2 separate regions of the Ovis aries genome follow, and region 1 is linked to region 2. A link is a contact called in public Hi-C data. All regions are on one chromosome and are shown on one strand. Each heading gives the region's core, a stretch centred on a gene start, on an enhancer-like site or on the middle of the called end of the contact. The rest is flanking DNA. Distances are from core to core; before and after follow the strand shown. Region 1 overlaps LOC105602204 (a long non-coding RNA gene). Region 2 holds the start of THY1 (Thy-1 cell surface antigen).

Region 1 (7,202 bases), core at 3,639-6,138, 49 kb after region 2:
CAGAGTGCTGGTACCAACCCTCCAGGGCTGTTGCTTAATGCAATCAGTTCTACAGAAGTAAAATAATCATAATAGCCACTAAATACTTATTTGAAATTTGTTTGCCAGGCACAGTGCTAAGTTGCTTTATGGGGTATTTCTTACTTGATTTTCATAATAATCTTATGAAATAGGTGCTATTAAAACCTTCATCCTTTCCTGAGGGTGTAAGTACAGCATGGTGACTCTAGGTAATAACACCTCTTTGTATATTTCACAATTGCTAAGAGAGTGCAAGTTAAAAGTTCCCATTCGAAGAAAAAACAACTTAGAACTTTGTGTGGTAATGGATGTTAACTAGACCTGTGGTGGTGACCATTTCACAATATACACAAATATTGAATCATTACATTGTATACCTGAAACTGATATAAAGTTAGGGGGTCAGTTATAGCTCAAAAATTGCAAAAAGAGGATGCACAAATTTGGGGGATCTAATGTAGAGCATTACATTAGATGGTCTTCCCAGCGGTCATGTATAGATGTGAGAGCTGGACCATAAAGAAGGCAGATGGCCAAAGAGTTGATGCCTTCGAACTGTGGTGCTGGAGAAGACTCCTGAGAGTCCCTTGGACAGCAAGGAGATCCAACCAGTCAATCTTAAGGGAAATCAACCCTGGATACTCACTGGAAGGACTGATGCTGAAGCTGAAGCTCTAGTATTTTGGTTACCTGATATGAACAGCTGACTCATTGGAAAAGTCCCTGATGCTGGGAAAGATTGAGGGCAGAAAGAGAAGAGGGCATTAGAGGATGAGATGGCTGGATGGCATCACCGATGCAACGGACATGAATTTGGGCAAACTTCAGGAGATAGTGAGGGACAGGGAAGCCTGGCGTGCTGTAGTCCACGGGGGTCACGGAGTCAGAACCGACAGGGCAACTAAACAACAATAATGTGCCCCAAGGGGATTGTAGCCAATACTGTATTATACACTTAAATGTGCTAAGAAAGTAGATCTGAAATGTTCAGACCACAAAAAAGAAATGGTAATTATGTGACAGGAAAGCATGTTAGCTAAGCCGTGCTAGTGAACCTCTGGTGACATATTAGCACGCAATCCACATGTTGTACACCTTAAACTTAAGCACTGTTCTATGTCAATTACAGCTCAAGAAAGCTGAAAAACGGGCACTTCCCTGGTGGTCCAGGGGTTAAGACTTTGCCATCCATTGCAGGGGGTGCAGGTTCAAGCCCTGGTCAGGGAGCTAGGATCCCACATGCTTTGCAGCCAAGACATAAAATATCATAACAAATTCAATAAAGACTAAAAATGGTCCACATCAGAAAAATCTTAATTGGAAAAAAAAAAGCTGAAAAAAATAGAAGAAAAACCAAAACAAATCCCTCCCCCCACTCCATCTAACAGATGGGGAAACTGATACTTATAGAAGTCAAGTAAGTTACCCAGGCACCCTCAGCTGGTCAGGGAAGACACCAGGATTCGAAGGCCACCTCTGGACTCTGACTCTGGAGGTCACACCGTCAAACCACAACTGCACCACATCTTCACAACTTCAGCTAAGGCAGGGGAGGTCGGTGGGGGAGTGGGAGTGGGGAGGTGGCACTCATAACTGGGCATTCCAGGAGGTCTTCCCAGATCGAGGGACATCAAAGCTGATGTTACTCGCAGAGGAGCTGATCAAGCAGGTGAGATGTGTGGGAGGGATGTGAGGGAGTGGGGGTGGGGAGGGCAGGGTATTCCAAGCAAGGGGAACCGCTTGTGCAAAGACTGGGAGCACCTACGCTGTCTCCCGCCTGGTCGGTGCCAGGTGAGAAGATGGAAGGCCTACCTTCTAGGACCGTGAGCATCTCAAGGACAAGAGCTATTGTTTACTTGCCTGTGTACTCCCAGCACTCCACCTGGTGTCAGGTGTACGGCTGATGTTCTGTCGCTAAGTCATGTCTGACTTGGCAATCCCGTGGACTGCAGCATGCCAGGCTTCCCTGTCCTTCACTATCTCCCAGAGTTTGCTCAAACTCATGTCCACTGAGTCAGTGATGCTGCAAACAGCAGAGCTCACAAATAATTCTGGACCAGGGGACTTTAAGGGGAGGTGCTCAGTGACAAGGAAGAGGGATCAAGCTGGGAAAATTTGCCACACCCGTTCCTGGCAGCACCTTCCCTTGGGCCTTGGCAGATGCAGCAGGAAGACAACCGAACACTCCCCACAGGTTCTAGATTGGACACAGTATCCAAATATTCAGCCAGTGGCTGCTAACATCTCTGAGGCTGCACATGCCTTTGAATGACTTGAGAAAGCATTCCTGCAGAAAGGGCACCCGCTACACCCATGTGATTCATCCTGGAGGGCCCCTCCCCTGACATCCACCTGGGAGGTTGCCCCGTGTGGAGTCTGGACCCCCACCTCCCATCCACGCCTGGCCCTTCTCCCTCCCGGCTCTCTGACACTTGCTGTGTTAAGTGACCCAGACCCTCCCCAGGAAAACTGACTGGTCTCAACCTCTGTCTCTCTCTTACCCACAGCTGGGTCTGCAACAGCCTGCTCCCGGACCAGACAGCCCAGCCCCCTCCACTTCCTGACTCAGGCTCCTAGATCCTGAACCTGAGGGGCTGTCATGATGCCAGAGGTCTCCAGTCCCCTGGGCCCCTCCCATCAGCCAGCTTTGTTCTATCCTGGCCCCTCCCTGCCTCTTCTGACTGGGGCAGTGGCCTGGGAAAACCCAGAGCATCCAGGATCTCCAGTGGGAACGGCCCCCATTCTTGCCCAGGCTCAACTAGCCCCGCCCTGCTCCCTCCCTCTCCCTTCAAGCCCTTCTGTACTAAGACTATGTGACCTTGCAGCCACCCCATCTGGCCTGCTATCAACTCCTTCCACAAGAGGTTTTTTTTTTTTTTTTTTTTTTTAATGTCATTAGAACTTCTGTCTCCTCAGTTCTCCCTTATCTTCATTTTCCCTTCTAGTCTGCTTGGATGACATTATTTCTATCATCCTCTTGCTCACTGGGCAGGAGGAGAAGGGGACGGCAGAGGATGAGACGGTTGGATGGCATCACTGACTCAATCGCCACGAGTCTGAGCAAACTCCAGGAGACAATGAAGGATAGGGGAGCCTGGCGTGCTGCAGTCCGTGGGGTCACAGAGAATCAGACATGACTGAGCTATGCGCAACAATTTGGTCACTGTAAATTCTCTTACCACTCTGCCCTTTTGCTGCTCCTGCTGAGCCAAACCCCAGCCCTGGATGGCTGTGGGGCAGAATCGCTCCAACAAAGGGTCCAGTGTTTCCCTGTGCGTGTGTTTCCTTCCCCCTCTCCCGCTTGTGCTCAAAATCCCCTTCTACCCCTCACTCGCAGGGCCGTTTTCCATTTCCCAGAGTTAAAGGGAAGAGAGACCGCAGCGACAGAAGGAGGACCCTGGGGTGGGAGGGGCTGAAGAGGAGGAAAGGGACTGCAGTGCTCACTGGTGCTCAGCAATACTCCAGCGTGAGCCTCCCCCGCCCCCACAAGGCCTTGGCTGACCTGTAGACACCCTCTGCTGGCCCACTGAGGCAGGAAGCTTGGCTGCCCTACAGGGCTGGACTCAGGAGAACAGACCACGAAGATCAGGAGTCAGCGCTGGGCACAAGGAAGGCTAGGTCCCTGAAGACATCCAGGAGGAGATGAGAAGGCCGGTGGATAGACTGATCTGGAATCTGGGAGAATGATCTTGGCAAACGACTTGAGAACAAAGTCTAGGTCATGGGATCAGATGTGACCACTCAGGAAATATGTATGAAGGAGAAGAGAGACCGGAAATGGAGCTTTGAGAAATACCACACCTATAGGATAGGGGTGCTGGTGGTAAAGAATCTGTCTGCTAATGGTGGAGACATAGGAGACGCACGAATTGAGGGTTTGATCCCTGGGTTGGGAAGATCCCCTGGAGGAGGAAATGGCAACCACTCCAGTATTCTTGCCTGGGAAATCCCATGGACAGAGGAGCCTGGCAGGCTACAGTCCGTGGGGTTGCAAAGAGTTACACACGACTGAGCACACTCACATTCACACTCACACACACACACACGATAGTCATTGGAAGAAGAGCTTTCCTGAGTTTTCCTGTCTGTAAAGTGGATATGATGATGCAAGTTGCTGTAAAGATATAATAAACGTAATATGTCACTTAACATATAACACTTAACATATCAAGTGTTTGACATGGTGTTGGTGCTCCCTGATGGACCTTGAATTTGTAGCACGTTTCCACAGTGGTCTTCCTCCTGGGTCACGTTGGTTTACTGACATCCCTTCAAGAGAAGTGACCAGAGGCCTGGACTTCATCGCTGCCGACTGCTGTCCTCCACTGGACAGTATGTTCTATTAATGTGGCCCAAGCTTGCGGTTATGTTTTCAGCACTGCAGTCTGCTGGAAAGTGTTGGCTCAGCCAAGACCTCTGTGCTTTTGTGAGGGATGCTCTGAATCCAAGAGCCTTCAAGGGAAGATGTAAAGGAAGGGACCGGTTCCTGTGGCAGGATCCAAGGCTGGTCCTCAGACATAGCGGCTGTCATATCCTTTACAGAAAGGGCGGAGAAGTTGGCCAGCACCTCCTGGCTCTGCCCTCTGGGCCTGCAAGGCAGGAGACAGGAAAGGTAGAATGAAGCTGGTGATGGGGAATGTGGAGGGAAGAGGCAGGTCTGAGGAGATGCTGGGATGGGCGGGGTCTCCAGGCCAGGGGTGGATGCTCTGGGTTCCCTCATCCGTGTCTCTTACCCCTTCAGTGAGCCTGGGCCCCTGTGTGCTGCTTCTGATGAAAGGAGTTTGCCTTTGTCTTTAGGGAGGCCAGACTCCTGGCGAAAGGGCAGTGGCTGGAGCAATACCGCCCCCTCATGGTCTATTCTGCAACTGCAGTCAGTGGACCCATCCCGGAGTTGGGAGCTGCCTTCCGACACCCCACCCAACCTCTTCTGAGGCCCATAGGCTGCCTCCAGATCAGCTGATCAGCTGACTTTGTGGTCCTTGGCTGTCTTTGGCAGCTTGTCCTGTGTACCTAAGAGTGTCCCTTTGTTTCTGGCTTATGTGAGCCGTCGCTGCCTGCAGTATATCTCTCCTGCTCCCTTGGACTGTCGTCTCTGCGGCTGTGATCAGCACCTCCCGTCTCTCTTCCCACCACTCTCTGTGTCTGTGTTTCTGCATCTTCTCCTGTCTCTGACTTGCTCCCTGCCCCCCTCCACTGCTTGTGTGTCCTGGAGCTGGGGTCACAGCTGCCCTCCCCCCAGAGCCAGATTGATTCTTGAGAAGACTGGGATTTTTAGCTTTTTCCACGATGAGTCAGGAACTCCTGGAGGGATGAGGGCCAAGGCCCCAGCCAGCAGTGGCCTCAGAGAGGATGCCGGAGGTCAGAGGAGTCTTGGGCTGGGCTGAAGACTGTGACAAGAGATTTTCCAAAATATGCTCATGGGGCCAGTGGGAGGCTCTGTGCATTCCTGCGGATGTCTAAGAAGCAGAACAAGCAAGCCGCCGGCTGCCAGTGTGGAGCAAGGCTGCTCTAGCTGCCAGCTGTGTGCAGAGCCCTCCTGCTCTCCTCAGTCCTCACCACACTTTCTGTGGCCTCAGGGCCTTTGCACAAACTCTTTCTCCTTGGAGCAGTCTTTCCCTTGAGGCGTTCAAAAGCACTTCCTTTAGGAAGTCCTGGATTCACAGTGTCTGAGATGAGGCCCTCCTCTGTGCCAAGGTACCATCCTCTACCTGGTTTAATGTAACCTGGATGCAGTTCTGCCTCCCTGACTTGTGTGTCTGTTCTAGGGAGGGGTGGGTATGAGCTTTCATGTGCCTGGGCAGGAAGCAGCAAGTGGCAGAGACAGGGCTGAGGGAAGCAGGCAGGGATGATCCACACGGTACCTCCCTCCTCCCCACAGCCCCTACTTGTTCTGCCTGTTTCTATTCTGACCTTTCTTCCCCCAGGTTTCTCTGTATTTTGGTGCCGGAGGCCACAGAAGTTCCAGGAAAATCTGTCTGGCTTCTGGCCCAGGAGCAGGCTCCAGGCAGGCGGTGGGGAAGGGCTGATCGCCGTCAGGTGTCTGTTGAGTCCCCTGAGTTGGCACTATGGGGATGGGGCCACCTGTGGGCAGCCGAGGACTAGGGTGGATGGGCAGAGGAGGGGGCACCAGGGGCACTTTGTAGACCGAGTGGCCGTGTCTCAGTGTGGTTGTATGGCATGAGCGGGCAGAGGGAGAGCTCACTTGGGGTTCTCACCTGTAGCCTGGAGTTGTCCCTGGGACATAGACCTCCCTGGTACCTTGCGAGAGTGTCTAGGCCCAGCTATTCCCTGGAGAGCTTAAAATTCTGTCCCAGGGAAGGGAAAAGGAAACACTCAGAGATTTACCTTTTGTGTATGGAGGAAGCAGAGCCACCCTCCTTTCCCAGTTTATTACATCGAAAAAAAAAAAAAGACTTATTTATTTTTCGCTGCGCTGGGTCTCCGTTGCTGTGTGGGCTTTCTCTAGTTGTGGAACAGGCTCTGGAGCACAGGCTCAGCAGTTGTGGTGCACAGGCTTAGTCGCTCTGTAGTATGTGGGATCTTCCTGGACCACGGATCAACCTATTTCTCCTGCTTTGGCAGGCAGGTTCTTAACCATTGGACCACCAGGGAAGTCCCATGTTTATTTGTGATGGTCTACCTGGACCTCTTGCGAGGGCTGAGGCCTGCCGTTGTCTGGTTCTGTGACCCTGAGTGATGGGAATGGGAGGTTCTGTTAAGAAGTACGGAGCAGTTACGAATGATGAGGGGCAGTGGGAGTTTTTGGGGGATGTACTGGGTGGGGGCTCAGGTGCTGACAGTGAATCCACTGGTGGAAACTAGCCCAGGACCCATTGGATCACATATCTGAGGCCACTCAGATCCAGGCTGAGGCTGGAAGCCCAGGGTTGGGGTGGACAGGGCCTGCTGCTGCATCCGAGTCCCCGCTCAGGATCCTGGCTCACTCAGGAGTGATGGAAGGAGGAGGGGCGTGGGGTTTGGACCCGGGAGTTGACCTCTCTAGGCCTCAGGCTCCTCAGTTGAGGAATGAGGCGGCCCGTTCCTGCGGGGCGCTGTGAGTGGATGTGCCAAGGCGCCTGCACACAGCAGTGCCGGGGCCCCTCCCACCTCCCTCCACGGCTCTCTGTCCCCCAGGTTGTCGTTGTCCTGGCGCTTGCTGGCTGGAGGGCGACAGGAGACTG
Region 2 (7,503 bases), core at 4,738-7,237:
GCTTGTTAGCCTATCCTGGAACCAGCACCATGTGGCTTGGCCCAAACCGTGTTGTGGGCAGGTGAGTCTGGAGAGAGGGAATATTCCTTTATTTGGGCAAACATGTGGTGGTAAAATGGTTGAGAAGCCAGGCGTGCAGTGGTCCACCCATGGAGGCAGAGGGGAGAGGAAGGGCTGCTGAAGGCAGGGAGCAGGGGGACAGGAGGCAGGGGGTTGGACCTCTTGGCTAAGGGAGTGGTGGACAGGCCTGGAGAGAGGAGCAAAGCAGAGAGCCACAGGAGGGCAGATTCCAGAGGCTTGGTTTTATTGTACAGTATTCTTTTTCCTCAACGAGATGCCATAAGCTACGCTGGCACTACACACGGTCACAAGACTTGGCAGAGCCGCCGGGTGGGGAGCTGGGTGCTGGGAAAAGCCATCGCTCAAGACAGGTCCCACTCGTGGGTCTCAACCCGTGGCCTGCCTCAGCGCCCCCCGGAGGTCCCTGAGAAGGCAGGCCTAAGGGGCAGGGGGCTGCCAGAAGGCTCAGGCACTGCTGGGGGAGAAGGGAAGAGCCTCCCGGAGAAACACTGGGGCCAAACTCCGTGGGTCTCCATCAGGGCCTCTACCAGGCCTGACTTTATTGCCTCCAGGTCCGAGTTCTGGAAGCTCATATTGGGATAAGCCAGGGAGCGGGCTTGTCCTCCTCTGCTGCCTTCCCAGCTGCTGGTTGGCCAGTGAGAGACACTGGACTCCCAGCTGTAACTTCCTCTGTGGTGCCCCCTCCACCTGCCCCCAACCCATCAGCACTGCTTCCCACACAATCAGCATCGTCACTGGACCAGACCCCGGGCCCAGGGCCCCTCGGCAGGGTGAGAAGATGGCATTCTTCTGTGGCAGAGAGTGCTCGTGGCGACGCTCGGCGTTCCCCTCACATGATGGGCCACGCTTGGCGGTGCCCCCACATCCGGGGCCTTCAGACACCGCCCCGCCTGCTCGGGCCAGACACACCCTCCTCGTGCAGGGCTCTCCCAGGGCTCAGGTCCCCGTGGGCAAGGATGATGGCCTTCAGAGACTGATACCCCTCCATGCTTCCACCCCTCCCATCCCCTCACTCTCCATCAGGTCTCTAACCCTGGCTTCCCCGTTCACAAACTCCCCAAGAAAAGGAAGGATAAGCCCTAAATATAAACCAGACGGAAGCAGCTCTGGAACAAAGAGTACAAGTAGCCAGTGGCGGGCACAGGGGGTGTGAGGTGGCATTGGTGGAGGGAGGGAATGGCATGCAGCACTGGAATTCCCTAGGAGGGGAGGGGTCCCCATTGCCCCCCAAGGTGTGTGAGGGGTTGTGGGGAAGGGGGTTAGCCGACTCAGAGAAGCAGGCTCTCTGGACTGGGCCTTGTGGCTTCCTGTGTCCTCCGTGGGCCTGACCTGTCACAGGGAGATGAAGTCCATGGCCTGCAGCAGAGGCAGGGAGAGCAGCAGCAGCAGCAGCCACGAGGTGTTCTGGATCAGCAGGCTTATGCCCCCACACCTGACCAGTTTATCTGTGGCGAGAGAATGGGGCAGACAGGAAAGGCGGGAATGGAGAGGGGCCAGGCCCAGGGCAAGGGTGCTTTCCCTTGGGGAGGCTGGTGCTGTGATGTCTTGGCTGCAACCAGGGCCAACCTAGTTGAACCAACCATCTTTCCCATTTGCAGGTTCCTGAGCCCTTGAAGCGCTTCCCTGGTGGCTCAGACGGTAAAGAATCTGCCTGCAATGCAGGAGACCCAGGTTGGATCCCTGGGTCGGGTAGATCCCCTGAAGAAGGGAATGGCAACTCACTCCAGTATTCTTGCCTGGAGAATTTCATGGACAGAGGAGCCCAATGGGCTACAGTCCATGAGGTCACAAAGAGTTGGACACGACTGAGTGACTACACTTTCATCTGTTTTTTCCTTTCCTGAGCCCTTGAACACGTATCCTCACAAGAAAACTGTGGGTGAGGTAGCTAGAGCCATCCTGTTTTCCAAGTGGGGAGAAGGAGGTTTGGGGAGGCCTAGTGATTTGCCCACAGTCATAGGGGAAGCATCTACCACACTACTCCACCTGTCTGACTGTCCCCTTAGCCCTTCCCCCATTCAGGCTGGGGGTAGTGATTCCTCTGGGCACAGGGGGCAGTAGGGGACAAGGGGAGAGAGGTTACGGGGCCACTCTCCTCTGTGGCCCAGCCAAGAGGCTTGCCTGGTGTCCCAGCTGGCCCGTTCCTCCCCAGCTTGCCTCTGCCCGCTTACTTGATCTTGCAGGGGGCTTGCCTCACCTCTGAACACAGAGACATCCTTGTTGGAGACGGTGGGATTCGGGCCAGAGAGGCGGAGTTCACATGTGTAGGTCCCCTCATCCTTGGTGGTGAAATTGGACAGGTAGAGGACCTTGAGGTTGTACTTGCTGAAGAATTTGGTTCGGGAGCTGTATTCTGGCCTAGTGACCCCATTGGAGCCAGAGAGCACCCACTTCTTTGTATCACGGGTCAGGCTGAACTCATACTGCATGGGCGTGGTGGTGGTATTCTCATGATGGCAGTCTAGACGAAGGCTCTGGTTCACCAGGCAGGCTGTCAGGCTGGTCACCTTCTGCCCACGGGCCACCTGTAAGACTGGCACCAGCAGTGCCCCCCTCCAAGTTGGGGAAGGACCTCTAGAGCAGGGGGCTTCCCACCCACATTCACAGCAGAGGAAGGCCTGACCGGGGAGGGCACAAGGGTCTGCTGTCGAGCACCTCTCCCTGCCCACATGGTCCCTGAGAGCCAGTGTACCTTCCCTTCTGCAGACTCCAGCCCATTTCCCTCTGTTCTAGTCCTGGGGTCCTGCCAGTGTGTTCCGGGGCAGGAGATCTTGGGGGAGTTGATGCTATATCTTGGTCCGCATTTGCAGATTCCAACTCAGTATGGGACAAGCTTAGTGAACTGTGTTTCCAGAAATGGTCCCAGGTAGTCAGAAAACCAACTAGGTTGCTCAGCTGTCTTAGGGATAAAAGAAGCCCTCTCTCCCTTAGTCACCTCCACCTTCTGAGTTCTTGAGGAAGCAGCTAGCTCTTCTGAAAAGAAAGCAGCCAGGGAGCTTGGAATCCCAGCCCTACCCCTTGCCGCATACCTGTCAGCAGGAGGGCGATGCCGATGGTAGGGTTCATGGTGCCGAGAGCTCAGTCCTGGATCTGGGGTGGAACAAGATGGGAATCAGCCAGGAGGTAGGGCAGGCGTCCCCAGACTTATTGCCAGGGTTGGGGGCCCTCAGGAGACCTCCCATAATGACCATCCAAGCCCCTCTCGACAGCCCTCTCCCCTCCCCTCCTCTCAGTGAATGTGACACTGCCACTCAGCTCTTCCCCGTCAGGGAAGCAAGGGGGTGGGGGAAAACAGCTTTCTGTGGTGTGTGTGTATATGTGACCATTTACTAGATGGGTGGCTTTGAATAAGTGGCTTTAACTTGATCATTTCCAAGGCAGGGCCCTCCTACTTTTTTTGTCGGAAAATTTGCAGAAACACAATTTATCTTAACCATATATATTAAAAAAAAAAATTGGCTGCATCAGGCAGCATGGAGTCTTAACTGCTGGACTACCAGGGAAGTCCCTGCTAATCATTTTCAAGTGTACAATTCAGAAATGTTAAGTTCATCCACACTGTAGTGCAGCCAATCTCTGGAGCCCTTTTGTTGAGGAAATTAAAATGGAGGAAGTCTTGTTCAGGCTTCAGAAGCAGGCAAGCAGGCCTCTGACCTGCCTGGACACTGCCCGGATTCTGCGCCTGCCTGCAAGCACAGCTAGTCAGGTGGCGCTTTAGTCAAGAAAAAAGAAAAAAGAGCGGGTCTTGGAATTCTTGAACTCCTGAAGGTCTGGCCAATCTCCCAGGGTCTAATGAAATCCTATGACTCATAAGGTGAAACAAACAGCATTGTCAAAGGGTTAAATAAGTAAAAAATGCAGAAGAGCATTTCTGCATGCAAACAAATGATGCTATCACTGTAAGGCCTGGGATTATCAGCAGGAACCCCCAAAACTGCAATCTGAAGTCTCACCCGCTAAGTGGACGCACAGCCTGGGACATTTTTCCAGCTGGGACTCCAGACTGCTGTTATTTGGGACTTCCCAGTGCTGTTTAAGTCTGGATGTTGGTCAGCCCAATTTGGTGATGTATATGCTGTTACTTTACTTTTCCTATTTCTCTTGTCTTTTAATGATTATATATAAATAAGCCTCTATTAAATATTGAAATTGTATATTTATTTGTGGTTTCTTTTGTTAAGGATCCTTCCAACCTGAAATGAAAGTTCAGCAAAACACCTTTTCATCTTGCAAAAACCACAACTCTCTACCCATGAAACAAAACCTTCTCATTCAGGGACTTCCTATTTCTTGTTCTGAAGAAACTCCCCAATACCTAAACAGCTATAACAGATGGCATATAACAGATGTCTGAAAGATACTGAATGAACCTGGCTTTAGATACGCACCGGGTTGTGATGGGCTTAAGGAAAATGACAAACATCTGGCACTGTTCAAGAGTAAGTGATCCACAAGCGTCCATCTCTGACCGACTGTGTGGCTGGGGATGATGGCTGGGTGGTCGGTCATGTGTGTGTGGGGCCCCACGTGGCACACATCTAAACGTGTCTCTGGTTGTGTGTGAGGAAGGTGACAGTGGCCTCCTATTGCATGTGTTCTCAGCGTCGGAACCAAGACGTTTTCTATTGCTCAGCTCTCTGGGCGGGGTTCCTGGACCTGCAATTTTCCAGTCCGGCTGCTGGTAGCCTCTCTGACTCGGCTCTCTGCCCCATCTTTTTTTGCAGCCTGGGCTCAATCAGTATCCTGGCGAGGCAACAGAGCGGGTAGCCTAGCCTGTCCGCAGCAGCGCTCGCCTGGGAGAGGCCACAGGAGGGCCGTGCCCCGGTGCTAGCGCTCCCGCGCGCAGGGCGCGCCGCTAGCGGCGTCCAGGTCCCCGGCGCTCTGCCCAGTGCGGGGAGGGAGGGGCGAGGCTGGGGTCCCCGGGCGCCTGCGCTGCAGTCAGTTCCCTTTCAGACCCCCGCCGAAAGGGACCCGGAGGTGCCGTTGGGGAAGAAAGGGGGGTGGCAACATCTGGTTTTGATTAGCAGACACCGAGTTACAGAGGCGGGTGGCGAGCTTGGGATCTAGAGAGGAAGCGGGGAGGCGGCTAGAACTAGAAAGGAAGAAATGGGGCTGGAGCTGGAAGGGGATGCAGAGCGGAAGGGTGGGGTGGACGCTATAGGGGAGGCACCGTCTGTTAGCGTTTCCCTGGCCTTGTTTCCCCGCAGCTCAGAACCCGGAGAAGCTTCGCGCTCCCGCCCACTCTAGCCCGCATTCGACTAACCCCATCCTTATTCCGTTTCCCTATTTCAAGCCTCTCCTTTTCCAATTGAGGTCCCCCTTCCCCCTCGCTGATCCTTCTCCGGTTCTCGCCTCCGCCGTCTGCAGGCCTTTCTCCCGGTGGCCCGCCCCCCCCGCACTCCTCCCCCCGGCCTCGCGGCACTGCGGTTTCCCGTTCCTTGGAGGCCCCGCACCAAGCCCGCCGCGAGGTCGCAGGGCAGAGACTGCCTTCGGTTTTCGGTCCTCCGTTCCCTTAGTCTCACCCAGTCTCACCGCCCCGCCCCCGCGCCTTTACGATCTGGGTTTGGGTACTTCTGGGTGGAGAGCAGAACCCAAGCCTGTCCTTGCCGCTCTCCTCCCGGTTCTCCTCCAGCACTCCAGTCCCAGGTAAACGTCTCCCAGCGGGCGAAAGGTGCGCCGCTGCTCCCGCCCCTGCCTTGCAAGCAGGCCCCTCCCCAAGCACTGCGCAGCTCCTTCCCAGGGCGCCCTCGGTCCGTTTTCCAAAGCCTCGCGTTGGGAGGGCTTGCTTGGGCACCGGAGACCTATCTATCCCTGCGCCCCGGGTCCCGCCCTGGCTCCAGCTCCCACCTGGCCTCCGGTCCTCCGCCGCTGCAGCCGCCCGCAGACGCGCCGCCGCCTCCAGTTGCTGCACCTTACCCCGCGCCCGCAGTTTTCACCAGGGGTGGGAGAGGGGGAGCGGGGAGGGCCCGGGGGCTCGGCCAATCAGAGGCTGAGCGGCAGAGAAAAAGGGTGGTGGAGGGAGGAGGCGGCGGCCCGAGATAGAAAGAGGGGACTTCTGCAGCAAAAGGGGGCCGCCATCCTGTGGCCGGCTGGCCTGGCCTGGGAGGCCAGGGTTCTGGACCCTGGAGATCGGGCTGGGGTCGCTCAGGGAACGCTAGCCGCCTCCCAGAGCCCCGCCAAGACCGCTCCCCTTTTAAGCTTTAACCCTTTCCTTTGACCTAGGTTTTGGAAGCCTGCGCGAAAACCGAGGGGGTAAGGAATGGTGGATGGAAGCCAGTTGCTGGGCCCCCGTAGGCAACGCCCACGCCTCGTTTCCGTTTCACCTAGAACTCATCTCCGCGGGAGCAGTCAGTGAGAGGTTTTTGGTGTTGGAATATTCCAGGTTTTCTCCAAAGGAGGATAGCGGGGTGTATTTCCACATGGCAACAGCCCTTAAGGGCAGCACTTGGTCTTTCCTGGTCCCCAGCCCTGCCCCAACTCCTCACCCAGCCTAGAACACCCATCTCTTAAGAGGCTTTCTGCTCTTGGGCACTGTGTCCCTCAGCTCCGGGGCTGGCACTTCCTGTTGAAGACAGCTAGAAGGTTCTTCTCGATTTCATGTTCTCCTCTTACCCCTCACAGCCACCCAAGTCCCTGAGCGCTGTGTGCTTGGTCTTCAGACAAGAGGCAGGGTGCTGCTGCCCTCTAGAAAACACTCTGCTTGGCCTGTTCCATCCATGGCCACAGTCTGCTGGGATCATCTCATCCCATTTCATGGCTAAGAGGTGGAGAGATGGCCAGTTGACCTGGGCTATGGAGCCCCAAGTCTTTGGAGTCCCAAGTCTTTGGTGCTGAGCTATATTCCACTGCTGCATTTCAGTCCAGGGGAAAGGGAAATTCTGCAACTGTGGGAAGGGAGAGGAGGCAGGACCACTAGCAAGAATAGCAGATACCACGCTTTGATCTTCTGGGGCATCTGTCCTTGCTCCATTAATTTGAAGTCACCAGAAGCCCTTGGAACGTTTTTTTTTTTTTTAATAGCCAGTGCTGATGACTTGTGCCTCCAATTTTTTTTTTTTTTTTGAACAAAGGTTTATTTGATTAATTTGCCTCCTTGTGGCCTCTTTGTGAATTCTGGTTGAGACATCCTGTGGGCTGACCCTGCCCCACCCCCCGCACCCCCAGCCATTCTCCTATTTCTTTGCAGAGATGGTGTTGGCACCTTCTCTGCAGTTTCCATTACTGTAATGGTACTGTTGGAAGCCATCCCTGGGCTAGCAAATGGGGGATTCTCCCTCCCACTCCTTCTCCCTCCTTTGGAGGTTAGGTGGCCTCCCAGCACTTAGAGTGATGGAACTTTCTAACTGGAACAAGCCTCACAGATGGTCCAATCCACAGAGCCTTGGCTCTGGTAAACAGCAGGAGCTCCTGGAGCACTTTATG

Evidence for each region. A called contact is a pair of places that touch in the nucleus more often than the background predicts.
Region 1: a contact with region 2 is called in a Hi-C map of tail adipose tissue, with 2.8 times the contacts expected there. The contact joins the enhancer-like site here to the promoter of THY1 in region 2. A contact is called at or near these places in 5 of 16 Hi-C or Micro-C datasets (hypothalamus, omental adipose tissue, skin fibroblasts and 1 more).

What each region holds. Positions count from the first base shown.
Region 1 is chr15:29,740,858-29,748,059 of ARS-UI_Ramb_v3.0, forward strand. It overlaps LOC105602204 (a long non-coding RNA gene), which reads left to right. Exons shown (of 4, transcript XR_009596596.1): 4 at 1-386. Among named protein-coding and RNA genes, the nearest start is that of THY1, 47 kb to the left of the region's middle. Within about 2 kb of position 4,889, at least 13 of the 54 cell types and tissues checked have an H3K27ac peak or open chromatin away from gene starts, as enhancers often do. A contact at or near this core is called in hypothalamus and tail adipose tissue, where this site is marked.
Region 2 is chr15:29,691,184-29,698,686 of ARS-UI_Ramb_v3.0, forward strand. THY1 (Thy-1 cell surface antigen) reads right to left here and starts at 5,988. Exons shown (of 3, transcript XM_060399794.1): 1 at 5,604-5,988; 2 at 3,111-3,171; 3 at 288-2,614. The coding sequence starts at 3,147. The coding sequence ends at 2,100. It overlaps LOC105602204 (a long non-coding RNA gene), which reads left to right and starts at 5,635. Exons shown (of 4, transcript XR_009596596.1): 1 at 5,635-5,727; 2 at 6,304-6,333.